Regions from separate parts of the Zea mays genome. Here region 1 is linked to region 2. Evidence: chromatin contacts called from public Hi-C data. All regions are on one chromosome and are shown on one strand. Each heading gives the region's core, a stretch centred on a gene start, on an enhancer-like site or on the middle of the called end of the contact. The rest is flanking DNA. Distances are from core to core; before and after follow the strand shown.

Region 1 (6,483 bases), core at 463-2,962, 130 kb before region 2:
TCACGCTTTTTCTGACATTTTTGCAATCGCATTTCTCGGAATACAACCTTTGTCAAGGCATAGGTATCATTGTATTTTATGATTCAATATATTAAGTGAATATTATATAATGCATCTGTGGATCATTTATTCATTCTTACCTTTTACTTTGCATTATTCTACAACGTTTATTGAAAATTTATTACGAAGGTTCAACTTCGTAATAAGACGCTTATCAACCTTCGTCTAAGATCCATTATCCTCAAAGGTATAATGCTTCGCGGACGAAGGACAGTATCATTTAACATTCTATGTTGCCTTGTTCTTAATTCATAGCATTTGAGAACAAGTCCCCAACACTGCAAGCTCAATATAAATATCTAAGTTAATATATGCACTTGATTAAGCTGGATTTTGCTCAATAGCTTGGCAAGCCGTTAAAAACCAACTACACTGACTTTCATGTAAAGCCACATGTTGATGGATCATCAATCAAGATCAAGTCAGTCAATGAATCCTCAAACATCAGCAAATCTAACTAGGGTCTGCTCGGTTACATGAGCTAAAACTAACAGACTAAATCTCCTCATAAGCTAAAAATAGTTGAAAGGATATTTTTATATCATTTTAGTCACTTTTAGTTCTTTATGTTTGCTAAACTTTAGTTACATTTAACTTAACTACTGAGATCCAAATTGTCCCTAAGCAAAATTTCGGGGCTGTAAATTATGAGCGCAACCCAATGGCCTGCTAAGCCCAGGTTTACTTGTGTGTGCTAAATATTATATTTTAAATACTATTATTTGTTAAAAAGTTTGTAGAACCTATTCACAGTACCTCTTGACATTAAATTGGGCATTTCAATTAACATATGGAACCACATAACCATATAGTGTCAGTCATTTTAAAATTCGTATGGAATTTTCATTGCTTATTTTGAATCTCATATGAACCTATCATTTTTTCTCGACATGGGAAATTCACGTTATTAGTTATTACTAGTTTTTGTAGAGAATACATATGATTGCCCATAAAAAAGGACAGCTGGCTACAAATATTTTATTCTAGTTTTATTAAAATTATTATTTATATTTAATGAGGTGACGCACTAGTAAAAATAAAACAACGCTACACAAAAAATACGAGAAGAGAGATGAGATGAACAGCGTGCACCGTTTTTCAGCATATTGGAAATTGATTAAAACTCCACCGATAACGTTTTTGTCATCCTCACAAGTCAGAATATTGAGTGAAACTTCCTCGAAAGCACCTTGTTTTATAATACCAACATTTAAATTTGTAGACACGTGAATTGTGAAATAAAACTGTTAAAAGTTAAGTTTTGTTACTTTACCATCCAAATTCTAAATCGAGAGTTACTTAAAAAATTTAAATATGGCTATAGGTTATAATAGATCACGATCTAATTGTATTTTCACAATTTTTTTTGCTCTTAATCAATTTTAGTTAAATTAAACAGAAATAGAGCGTAATTATAGTGATCTTTAATTTTTTTTGACTCTAAAGTTTAGAGTCTCCATCTATAATTATAGCTCATATAGTTTTTATCGGGTTGTTATGTGACCTTAGATCTCTATGTCATATACATAAAAAAATATCTTCTAAATATCATTCAATAACATATAAGAGATAGTATAAAATCTAATGACATCTAGGGGTCCATCTATTTTCCATACACGGGCCCGAGCTGCCTGTACGCTGCAGCGGTGCAGTCTGCTTTTTTTTCTTCGTCCATCGCCGCCCCCAGCTTATTTCTTTCTCTCTCTCGTGGCGACGCCGGGGCGGCCGTCGCTGCCGCCTACGGTGCCCAGGTCTTCCTGCCCCCCCTTCGCCGGCGCCGAGCACGAGAAGGTACGCCCTCCCCTTAGTCTCCCCTTCATGCTGTGCGAGACGCTGCACCCAAACCCTAACTTACTATTTGTCTATATGTATTCGGATCTGATCTAATTACAAGTGCATATGCATGTATCACGGCTATTAACTTCGACTACTTTGCAAAAAAAAAATATATTTAGTGTGTACATATGTACACCCATGTTATTTACTGGGTCCGCCCCTGCTTTTCGCTGGGAAGATGCTCTGGGATCACGTTGAAATATCATGCGAAATGGAGTTTGGTTGGCAGCACAAACCACAAAGTGGCAGATCTTTGTGTCATTGGTTGATGTGTGATGTTCGTGGTATGATTGGTACCATTCTAGTCAGACCCATAGGCGAACAGTTTAGATCCGGTGGCTGCATATATCATGGGGAATAAGAATTATCTCTCAATGGAATTGGAATTGCATAGTGTTATCCTGATGACGGAATTGATCGTAGTCTTGAACCTCTATTATCAACTTGTGAAGCAAAGGCTATCGCTGCAGTCTTTTTTCATTGGGAGAAAACTTCATTAGGACTTTCCTACTTCTATGTAGATATAGGGAATGCATCGCTAACTTGGAGTTGGAGTAGAATTGAACGGTGAATTAAAACTGCACGAGAGATGGACACTAGCATACATGATGGAAGCTAAAATAGCAAGTATTTGCTTTCAAAAAATGCTGATTTGTCCTTGATGTAGTCCACTGATCTAAAATTGGAGATAAGGTTGGATGGGTTTAATATCTAACATCGAATGATTGATAGTGCATTGTAAATGGTAAGGAGGGATAGCGAAGCATATTGGTTGCATACCATGCTTTGAGTGTCGTGTTTTCCTTTTTTTTATTTAGAACTTGTGAATTTGATATGTTTGTTCACCTTTCACCATTTCCACCTCTAAGGTGAATTGATTTCGATACATAATTATTTAATCTCTTATCAGAGTAGCCTAGTACTGTTTTCCTCTATGAATGGGTCTCTCTTCCTGTTGTGATTCATAGAGCCTTGCATCTGTAGTACTCAATATCCATTTCTGGAAGGACACAAGTATAAAAGTCCTTATTACTTCATTAAAGTGGGAGCATAATGGTTTTGATGTTAGTTAGATTAGAACATACTGGTGCCCATTTGATTCTGTATATGTGCTGTACATTTACTTCCAGTCATTTATGAATGAATTCGCATAGCAGTACCTAAACCATTCCATTATGATGTTAATTGCTCAACTGGAAACATTTATGTTGGATACTAAAGGTCATATTTTTATTTCAGTACAATTTTGTATCGGCAAGCCCTGTCTTGCTATTTTTGTTGCATAGTGATTACTGACAAAACCTTTACCTTGCACAGAATTGTAGTTGCATCCTAAGCATGGACTGTAATAGTGATGATCTTGATAAGCAGAATGAAGTGACGGGATCTCGAGTATTCATTCCTCAAGATGCCCAAGGGGTTATCCTTGCTTTTCTTCCTGGCAGGGATGTTGTCAAGCTCCGCAGTGTGTGCAAGTTCTGGCTAGAGTGCGTTGAAGAACATAGTTTTATGGACCGTCACCTGAATAATGCTTGCCGCTACCACCAGTCCATTGCTTGTTTCACCTCGCTTGATCATGGCCTAGTCCACATGTACACATTCGATCCTGCCACAATGAATTTCAGAAGTGTGGAGCTCGTGTTCTCAAGTAGGTTTAACATGTCAGCCCCCTGCAACGGCTTGGTGTGTGCCTATGATATAAAAGGCGATGCTGAGGTCTTGAATCCCACAACAAGGAAGCATTTGAGGCTCCCAGATTCAGCACTCAAGTCACGGTCTCTTTACTCTGAATATTTTGTTGGATTCGTGCACTCCACAAAACAGTACAAGGTGGTCTCTATCCGTCACCATGTGCGGTTCTTGACATTTGAAATCTGCACTATTGGCACACCGTCGTGGAGGACAATACATGAATCTGCAGAGCTCCTAGTGGCAACGAAGGCAGTCATTGTTAAAGATGGCATGTATTGGCTACTTCTCGATGAGGCTTCCTCCTATTCGTCTCGAGAAATCCTGACGCTCAACCTGACAGACGAGAGGTTCTCAAAAATTGCCATCCCAGATGCTGTAAAAAGCCACAAGTTGGAACTATTCGAGGGGGAAGGAAAGCTCCGTTTGTTGTCGACACATTCCGATGGATCTAGCAATATAGTGTCAGATATTTGGGTAGCGGACTTGGCTGGTGAAGACTGGATCCACTTGCAGACTATCATCCCCCTGACGCATCTGGGCATAAGCCCGTTTTTCCAGCTCAAGACGAAGGTCTTCTTCGGCAACCAGAAGAGACTCCTCTGCGTAGATCTTCAGGACGGTACGGTTTCATACATCAACATGCCTTCCGGTGAGACTTTGATATCCTGTGGCATGTTTGTGGAGAGCTTTGCGCCTGCCGCGACAGGCCTGGTGAGCTCGACTGCGTCATATGGTGACCGCTCTCGTCTGGCTGAACCGTCCATGGCGGACCCTGGGCCATCTTTCCGTGGCGCAGGGTCATCCTCGGCAAGCCGCGGACGGTCTTCTGGTCTCACCGGATGGTCCTCAGCTGACCTTGAGCAGTCCTTCAAGAGAACGAAGAGGACGACAAACATGCAGTGGAAGATATCGAAACATAGAGCAATCTAGGAGCGCCTGGCATGGCCTATGGATTACCCTCTAGACTGTACAGCAGCTGTAATTTTTTCTGTAGGTGGGTGCAATGCTGTACTTGCTCATTGCTATGGTACCACTGGAAGCAACCATGGCAATGGGGCGGGGAATACAAGAGGAAATCAATCAATAAATGTCAAGATCAAGGGGTGGCTTTGACTATAACCCCTCTTTTGGTAAATGTCTGGTGGTAGTTTGCTTCGTACTTGTATAAACTGTATCTGTATGTGTGCGTCGCAATTTGTAAACAAACAGGACGAGTATAAGTGTTGCCCAGACATGTTAGACCATACAAACTGAAGGCTCTGAAGTTGAACATAATTTTGTTTCGGTGGCATCATGCTGCTCCGCTCACACAGTGGGAAGGACAGCATTGGCGGGAAGCCGAAGTAGGGCCAGCACCAGCAGCACTGCCGGCGCACCGCGCCCGGCAGATCTTCCGGAGCTGGTCATGGATACCGTTTTTTTTTGCCCTCGCTGACTTCAATGATGAGGCATCCGTTGGCTGTGCCTCAGAGGCAGAGAGACCGGTGGTCTGACAGCCCCGGCACCGGGATCGTCTTCTCCAACTGCCACTGCCGCGCGTCCCTGCTGGCTTCTGTGCCAAGCTGTAAGATCACCGCTGGGTTGCTGATGAGTTGAGCACCGCTCCCAGCACTCGTCTCCTCTCACGAAGATCTTTAGGGTATAAAATCCTCTCACGAAGATCTTTAGGGTATAAAAAGTATCTGGAGTTATTACACGACGGCGAGCCGCCTCTTCTCCGGACGTAGCCGGCCAGCTTCTTCTCCAAGTCACTTTTTACGGACTCCAAACCCCACCTCAAATACCCCACTCAATCTCGGAACAGCCACAAAAAGAAAAACGAGATAACTACTGGGTCCAATCCGGCCCACTAACTTTACTATTGGGCTTCCGAATTCTGGTCGGCCTGTCCACCTTGACGTTCTCCTTAGGTACTGTGACATTCTCCTCCCCTTGAATTCCGGCTTGTCCCCAAGCTGTGGCATCCGGAAACCTTTGCTTGATTGTGAGCTCATCTTCCCATGTCGCCAGTTCAGTTGGCCATGAGGACCATTGGATCAGCAGTTGAGGAACGTCTCCAGTCGAACGGCGAAGTATCCTGCGCTGCAACACTTTTTCGGGCGCATGTAAGAAATCAGAAAGAACTGGGAGAGGAGAACTAGCCTGATCATGGGACCCCACAGCTTTCTTGAGCAGTGATACATGGAAAACCGGGTGAATGTGGCAAGAGTCTGGAAGATTTAACCTGTAGGCAACAGAGCCGATCTTTGCAATGACTTGGTAAGGACCAAAGAACTTGAACGCCAGTTTGTGATTTGCTCTGCGAACCAAGGATGCCTGCACATACGGTTGTAGTTTTAAATAGACCCAGTCCCCTATCTGAAAGGTTCTTTCAGTACGATGTTTGTCAGCTTGTGTTTTCTGACGAAGTTGTGCACGAGCTAGCTGTTGCTGGACCAATTGAACTACTACTTTCCTTTCGTCGAGCCAAACTTGCAGAGAAGGAACATCACAGGCTGCTCTGAAGTCCACTCCTAAGTGTCTAGGAGGATAGCCATACAATACTTCAAAAGGTGTGAGTTGCAAAGATGAGTGATAGCTGGTATTGTACCAAAACTCAGCTAGAGAAAGCCATTTCTTCCACCTAGTAGGACACGCTTGAGCAAAACAGCGAAGGTAAGTTTCAAGGCATTGATTGACTCGTTCCGTTTGACCATCAGATTGGGGATGATATGCTGTTGTGAAGCGTAATTCCACACCTGCAATTTTGAACATTTCTTTCCACAATGCACTGGTGAAAATCCGATCACGATCAGTAATTATAGTTGAAGGGAATCCATGAAGTTTAAAAATGTTGTCCATGAAGTGATGAGCCACTCCCAATGCTGTAAAAGGGTGACGAAGCGAAACAAAGTG
Region 2 (7,001 bases), core at 2,335-4,834:
CGAAGTATAATTCTAATCTATATATTCTATATTATCTTCACATTTACGATTAATTTGTTCTAACTGTTTTCAGGACATTCTTTTTTCACACTCGACTGTTCAGAAGGCCATAACTCAAGCGCCAGTCATGACAAACAAAATTGTATAATACTATATAATATATATAGCAAGTACAAAATCGACGAACTAGGAAATAACTCATTCCTGGCCAATAAAAAATAATATGGCTAGTTTAGCAACTCTATTTTTCTAAGGGGTTCTCATTTCCCAAAAAAAATGAACTAATTTTCCTTGTAAAATGGATATCTCTTGAAAAAATTGGGTTGCCAAACTAGCCCTAAGAAGGAATTCAAACATGAGCAGCTGCCCCTCAATACTTGAAGATATGCCTGGCTAAAATTTTGAAACTAAATCATAATAAGCACATCACATATAATCTAATTGCATGCACAACAATGTTATAAATACAAGGCAAGCACAAAATTTCAACATAAACACATATTTCATTTATTCAAAGAGGGTCGCCAAGCTTACAGCACTCAACAATCTGCTTGTAAAAATAGGGATCTGGCAAAAAAACCATAAAAGGTTGTCAAGGCAAGGCTTCTAGTATGCGCCTAGCATTGGCCAAGATCACCATGAACACCAAGCATCCCAGAGAGACTGTAAAAAAGATGCAACCCTACATGACCCTTACACACCATGGAGAACATGAACAGCACACAACACATCAAGACTAAAAACAAACTCAAAACTCGACAACCAAACACACTGCACAAATCCACAGACGCTCCAGCATCAGCAGCCCTGGAAAAGATGACACCAGCATCTGGTTCTTGAGTTAGAATTGTGATAGTCCAGAGCTGCCAATGGATCACGGATGCCTGCAACTTCATAACCAGGAAGCAGTAAAACGAAAAAGGACTTGGACACTATGGCAACCTAAAAAACCTTATATGACTATAAGGCAAGGACCAGTGTCTGGATCGAGGGGCAGGATGCCAGTGATGGCAGCCAAGGCTCAAAAAACAGATAAACCTCCCGAGAGGTGATCTGTGAAAAACGAGCACTTGACTAGAAAGCACCCCCTAAAACAACTGGTCCTTGAACAATGCGGAAGCCCACCATCATCACTCGCATCGCATGCGAGCCAAAAACCTGAAGATCACCTGGTTGTGCTACTGCTACGGTCGTATATCTGCATCTGGAGGTGGCTCCCAGTAGACTAGACATGAGCCCTTCCAGCAATGGACCATCTTGTCTGCCTATGCAAGGATGTCACACCACCAGAGCTTCTTCTCCAGCGATGCAATGTTGTGGTTGCCAATCATGTCACAGAACTGAAGATTGAGGCCCTCTATAGACTGGCCAAGGTTGCCCAAGAACAGCACGCTCTTCTGAGTAACCTTAGAGCAGCCTGACAGTGAGAGAACACGGAGCTTGAGGTGCCTTGCAGATGCCAGGATGGCAACACCGTAGTCACTAACCATGCAGTTTGAAAGATTAAGCTCCGCAAGCTCGGTGCAGCTCTCAGACATGGTGAAGAGGATAGCATCTGTTATCTTGCTGCAACCCTCAAGGTTGATTTTCTTCAGAGATTTTCCATGTCCCTTCACCAGGGAGGAGACAGCCACATCTGTAATGTTCTTGCAACCACTCAAGTCAACCTTGACCAGACCAGCTTCAGAAGACTGGATCAATGGAAGAAGCCCGTTGTCAGTGACCTCACCAAGACCACTCAGGTCAACCTGCTCCAACTGAGGGCAAATCATCCCCACCGCAGCCAAGCTTGCATCGGTGAAACCTGGGCAATCCTTGATTGTAAGGAAACGAAGTGATCGGCAAAGAGGAAGTTGTGCAGGCGCAGAGCAGATATCCTTGATCCCCATGCATTTCACCAACGATAGAGCCCTGAACTTCTCTCTGCAGTTGAGGAGGAAAGCAAGAATACCGACAAGAGAAACCCGGTTGCATTCCTCGAGATGCAAGTTCTCAAACACCTTTGCTGATTCTGTGAACGCCTTGAGGCCAGCATCTGACACATATCCGCACTTCCTGAGGTACAGCTGCTTCAAGTTCGGGCAGAACTTGGCAATAGAAGCAAGCGCAAGATCGGTGACTCCAGGGCAAGAGGTAACACTCATGCACCTGAGATTCTGCAGGCCAGCAGCATTAGCCATCACCCAGAAACCCCTCTCACCAACAGCAGCGAGACGAGTAAGTGTAAGGTCAGTGATGGCTTTCCCATAGTATCCAATCACAGCAAGCGAAGCATCAGTTATGTTCAATCCCTGGAGCCGGATCTTTGTAAGAGCAGCGGTAGCAGAGCACACCAGGCTGGAAATGCCTTGGTCACCAACAAGAGGGCAGTTCTTGATGTTCACAGCTTGCAGCTTCACGCAGCTGCGGCCAATCGCCCTCAGGCCCTCATTGGCAACACCGGGGCATGCCTCAATGGTCAGAGACACCAAGTTGGGGCACCCCTGCGCAACAGCGACGAGGCCCTTGTCTGTGATGAGGGGACATCGACAGATATCCAGACGCTCGAGCGAGGGACACCCGGCAGCAATCTCCGCGAGCCCAGCATCGGTGATAAGAGGCACATCCCAGAGCGCGAGCGAGCTGAGGTTGGGGCTGCCGCGTGCAACCGCCGACAGTCCTTGGTCCGTGACGCCACGGGTCGGGTGGCTGCCGCGGACGGCGAGCTTCTCCAGCCCGCCACGGGATCCGGCGACGACGGCCATGGCGGCCAGGCGGACGTCGGTGGCCTCCTTGCCCTCTAGGACCCTGTCGACGCACCGATCCGCGGGGGACTCCTCATTATCCTCCTCCATGACGAATTCCTCGTTCAGGTCGGGCAGCGACGGGGTGTCCGCCGCCGCCGCCGCGGCCTGGCCGAGCTCGGAGGCCCGGATGCTGCCGAGGAGCGCGAGCCAGCGGCGGGAGACGCAGGCGGAGGCGCCGCGGCCGCGGCCGCCGGGCACGCGGCGCAGGATCTCGAAGAGGCACTCGTCTGGGAGCGCGTCGAGCGACGGCAGCGGCAGCTGCCTCTGCTTCTTGGCCGCCCTCACGAACTCGGCCGCCGCCGCGGCGACCGCGGACGCGGTCACCAGCGTGCGCTTCCGCTGCTGCACGGCGCCGCGGCAGAAGAGCCCGGCCAGCTCAGCCGGCGCCGAGACGAGGCACCCGCCATCTGTCCATTGAAGCAATCAAAATCAGAACGGAAGAGCACACGTAATCACTTCCTCCCAGCGTAAATCTCAAATCAAAACAAAGCTCCGAAGAAAATAAGAAGAAAGAAGAGGTTTTTCGCCCTCCTCACCTCCGTAATAAGCGTAGAGCGCAGGCATGTCTTCGAATTTCCCAAGACCGAAGGAACCCCTTCCCCTCCCAATCGAATCAAGACCAGGAGAACGAACAGGAGCACGGTCACCGCCGGATCTGGACCGCCGGAGAGGACCGGAAGCATTTACAGCCCGCCGAAGCAAGAAAAACGGGACCCTATCGCCGCCGGCGACAGGGGAAAAAAAGGAAGCGAAGGAAGGAAGGAGAAGGGGAACCTCTGTGGGGATAGTGGAGGAGACCACCGACCTGGGAGGAAAAGAAAACGGCAAAGAGATGGGAGAGGAATATAGGCTAGAGAGGGAGGGGAGTGAGAAAGTGGGGGCTGGCCCGCTTGCGTGTGGCACTGCGGCGGGGCGGGGCGGAGCCGCGGAGAGGATGAATCGGATCGGGGGAGAAATCTCGCACGCACCCTTGGTGCGCGGTGCGGCCAACCCAAGGGACAGAGCGGGGGCCTCGACGTCGCGTCGCGTGCCCCTCGACCCTCGTGGCGCCAAGTTGCACTGCACCGCACGCAGCGAGCTGGATCCATGAACCTCCGCGCTGGACGGGTAGTGCGTGGGGTAGAGCTCGAATCCAGATTTTTCATGCACGCGTGTCGAACTTGAACGTGACAATAGTTTTTTTTTTTAAAAAAATAACTAGCAAAACATTATAACGGATAACTTTCACAGAATTTAAATAAGCTAACGAGCCACTCCTGGTCTCATGTCTTGAATATAGAGTACATTGTGTCTTCATCATCATATATGTCTTGAGTTTTTTTTACGTTTGGTAAACACAGTCAGTGTACATGTCCTAACAACACCTGGCGCAGAAACGCTTTGACAGGTCCCCGCACCACACGCCACTCCTGTTTTGTCACGCCCCTCCGCGCGTGCAGCGAACCTAGCCGCCGCCTCTCCCTGTCAGCCGCCTACCCCACCCACCGAGCACCCAGACCCGGGCCGGATGCATGCACTGCACACCGACTCCAGCCAGACCTTCCTCTACCGTTGCACCCATCCCCATTCCCCAAGCGTACTAGTAGTCCAGGTGCATGGCACCGCATCGTGTACATACTATAATGATGATGCCGCCACTTATAATAACAACATATAAATCCTCCCACTTGCTTGCTTGCTTGCCACACGTTAACACAGGTGCTTTGTTTGTCTAATTATTAATGGCCTAGTGGATGAATGATTTGTATTGGACCGTATCGTCCTTTGGCCGGTAATCAAGTGATTAGCGGAGATACGCTAGATCCGCTCTCCGTTTTTTGCCGCCGCCGTCGTTGATTGATCCTGCAAAATGTTGAGCACAAAATGTCATTCGACTTGCTGGACGTGCACCCCCCCACTACTTTTTGTTTACTCGTTACTACTACTCCCTCTCGGTGCCCCAATGGTGTTCCCGTGTTTCTTGATGAGTCCGTTGATTTTATTTTAAAAAAAAAAATAGCCACTTTCACCAGCGAGTGGCGACGAAGAGGCCTGCGAACGGAAAGTTGGGCTGCACGACAGTGTGGAGTGCTCCCGGGCGGGCCCTTCTTCGTTAAATTGGCCCAAGCGTTGGCTGTTTTTTTTGGATGAAAAATGAATGTCATCCACGCAAACATGCTGCTACGATAATCTAACCAGCTCCATATGTAGAGTTTGTTTGGTACAGTTTTTCTCGTGACATTTTGGCTCTTTTCCTGCATCAGCAGCCGTAGCAAACACTGCTTTTCTTTTTAACGAGTGTTTTGTTCGTTCTTCTCGTAAAATGAACATACAAGTCGTGATCTATGACTTCTCCAGCTGAGCAGCTCTGCCTGCTCTAAACTGCAGAGGGATTTGCAATTTCACCATCGCCGGCAAGCAGCGGGCTTCGCTAATATAGTATTAGGTCTACGAATTATAGACACGGATAAACCCATAATAAATCATAGCATAATAGCAAATAGCCACCACTTGCGGGTTGCAAAATTGCAAATATTTTTGTAACGTAGATCGGACTAGATAAGGATCCGGCTAGAGATAGCAATGAGTACCCGAAACCAGAATACCCGACGGGTTTTACCCGATATGAAGGCGGGTACGAGATAATTTCTCTACTCGTGGGTATGTTAATGAGTAAAAACCTCTACCCGTTGGGTAGACGGGTACGGGTTGGAACTACCCATACCTGTCTACTCATGGGTAAAATATACCCGCATCAATACAACTATAACCATCTAATAGAGCTCATCTTAACTAAAATAAAACCCTTCTCTAGCTATCATTTGTCTAGATACCAAGTTATGTAATCATATGATTTGTTACATGTGAAGTTGAAGTTGTTTTTATATGTTTATTTAATATTTTGAGCGATTGGTATATTGAATTTAAGACTTTTCTAGCGGGTATGGGTTACCCGACGGGTAGAAATTTTTTTTGATAGGGTACAGGTATGGAATAGTAATACCCGACGGGTATATACCCGTTGCCATTCCTAGATCCGGCCAAATGGATGCTACAAACGTTTGGTTTCTCTCAACACTATAATAAATGGGCAACTACATATTCGTTTAAGGGTGTGTTTGGTTGCGGGGGCAGTCGGGCACAACCACACCCCCCTATCGTCCGTCTAATTCTAACGGAAAGCTGGTGACGAAACCGGAATAGTCCTGTCCCAATCTCTCACCCTGAACTAAACATCCTTATCTAAGGGATCATCCAGTCTCGTCCCATCATTGCAACCAAGTATACCCTAAGCCTATATCTAGGGATAACAGCTAGGCGGGGACAGGGGCGGAGGCCTCGATTCTCAAAACCTATTTTCTGTCTCGATCCTAAAATGCTTAACACGGAGGATTTTGCTATGTCCTCGTCGGGAACCTAACCCCGAGAACTTGTAGGGATCAATTGTTGAACCGTTAAACTTACACGTGACGATGTTTTTTGTTAATAGTTAATGATAAAAATAAATAATTAACTTGTCAAGAGACCGTTTATTTTGCAAATATGTTTATTTTGATGCACATATAATGATTTTCTTACGTCCGATAATGTGTATAAGTGACAATATTTTAGATTAATAACAAATGATGTATATTCTAATTATAATTTAAACCGGGACGAGAATTCCCGACATAGATTAATCTTCACGACGAACAGTGATGGGAAGAAACGTCCCCCATATCGTTTGTGTAGATCCCCGTGAGATGAGGAGCTATTGCTATTTACTGTTGTCATCCCTAGTTTCGCTTTACCCTCATCCTCGCCTCATTTTAGATCGGCTCTCACAGGAAAATTGACATCCTTACCTGCATGTCAAGTAATTTTAAAGGAAATAAGACTGGTTACCTACATCTAAAAAATAATACGGCACCCGCTATTTCAATAATGATATCAACAAGACGACGACGACAACAACAAGAAGAATATTATTAAGTTTAGGCAATGATTCGACCTCCAGCCATTTCCGTGAGGCGGAGAATTTCCTAGCCCAAAGCACGGCTGCGTGACGCTACTTGCACGCCAACTCGGTTGATTCCCCGTCGCGATTAACGCCACACGTAATCTCGATCCGTTATCCTCGGCCAGGCTGAAACGACTCCTCCCCCTATGGACCCGCACGTCCTTTTGCAGCGCCCTTCCAGCCGTTGGCGCCGCCTCGAACGCACCTGATCGCCCCACGTACGGCGCCGATGGGCC

The links. Hi-C and Micro-C count contacts between places; a contact is called where the count stands out from the background.
Region 1: a Hi-C map of leaf shows a contact between it and region 2, with 5 times the contacts expected there. The contact joins the promoter of LOC100191979 here to the promoter of LOC100279520 in region 2. A contact is called at or near these places in 3 of 25 Hi-C or Micro-C datasets (bundle sheath, ear and leaf).

Annotation. Positions count from the first base shown.
Region 1 is chr4:241,557,231-241,563,713 of Zm-B73-REFERENCE-NAM-5.0, reverse strand. LOC100191979 reads left to right here and starts at 1,712. Exons shown (of 2, transcript NM_001137403.1): 1 at 1,712-1,851; 2 at 3,214-4,806. The coding sequence starts at 3,235. The coding sequence ends at 4,518.
Region 2 is chr4:241,424,043-241,431,043 of Zm-B73-REFERENCE-NAM-5.0, reverse strand. It overlaps LOC100279520, which reads right to left and starts at 3,584. Exons shown (of 2, transcript NM_001317823.1): 1 at 3,323-3,584; 2 at 487-3,193. The coding sequence starts at 3,350. The coding sequence ends at 1,266. It also overlaps a transcript of LOC100275083 not described here.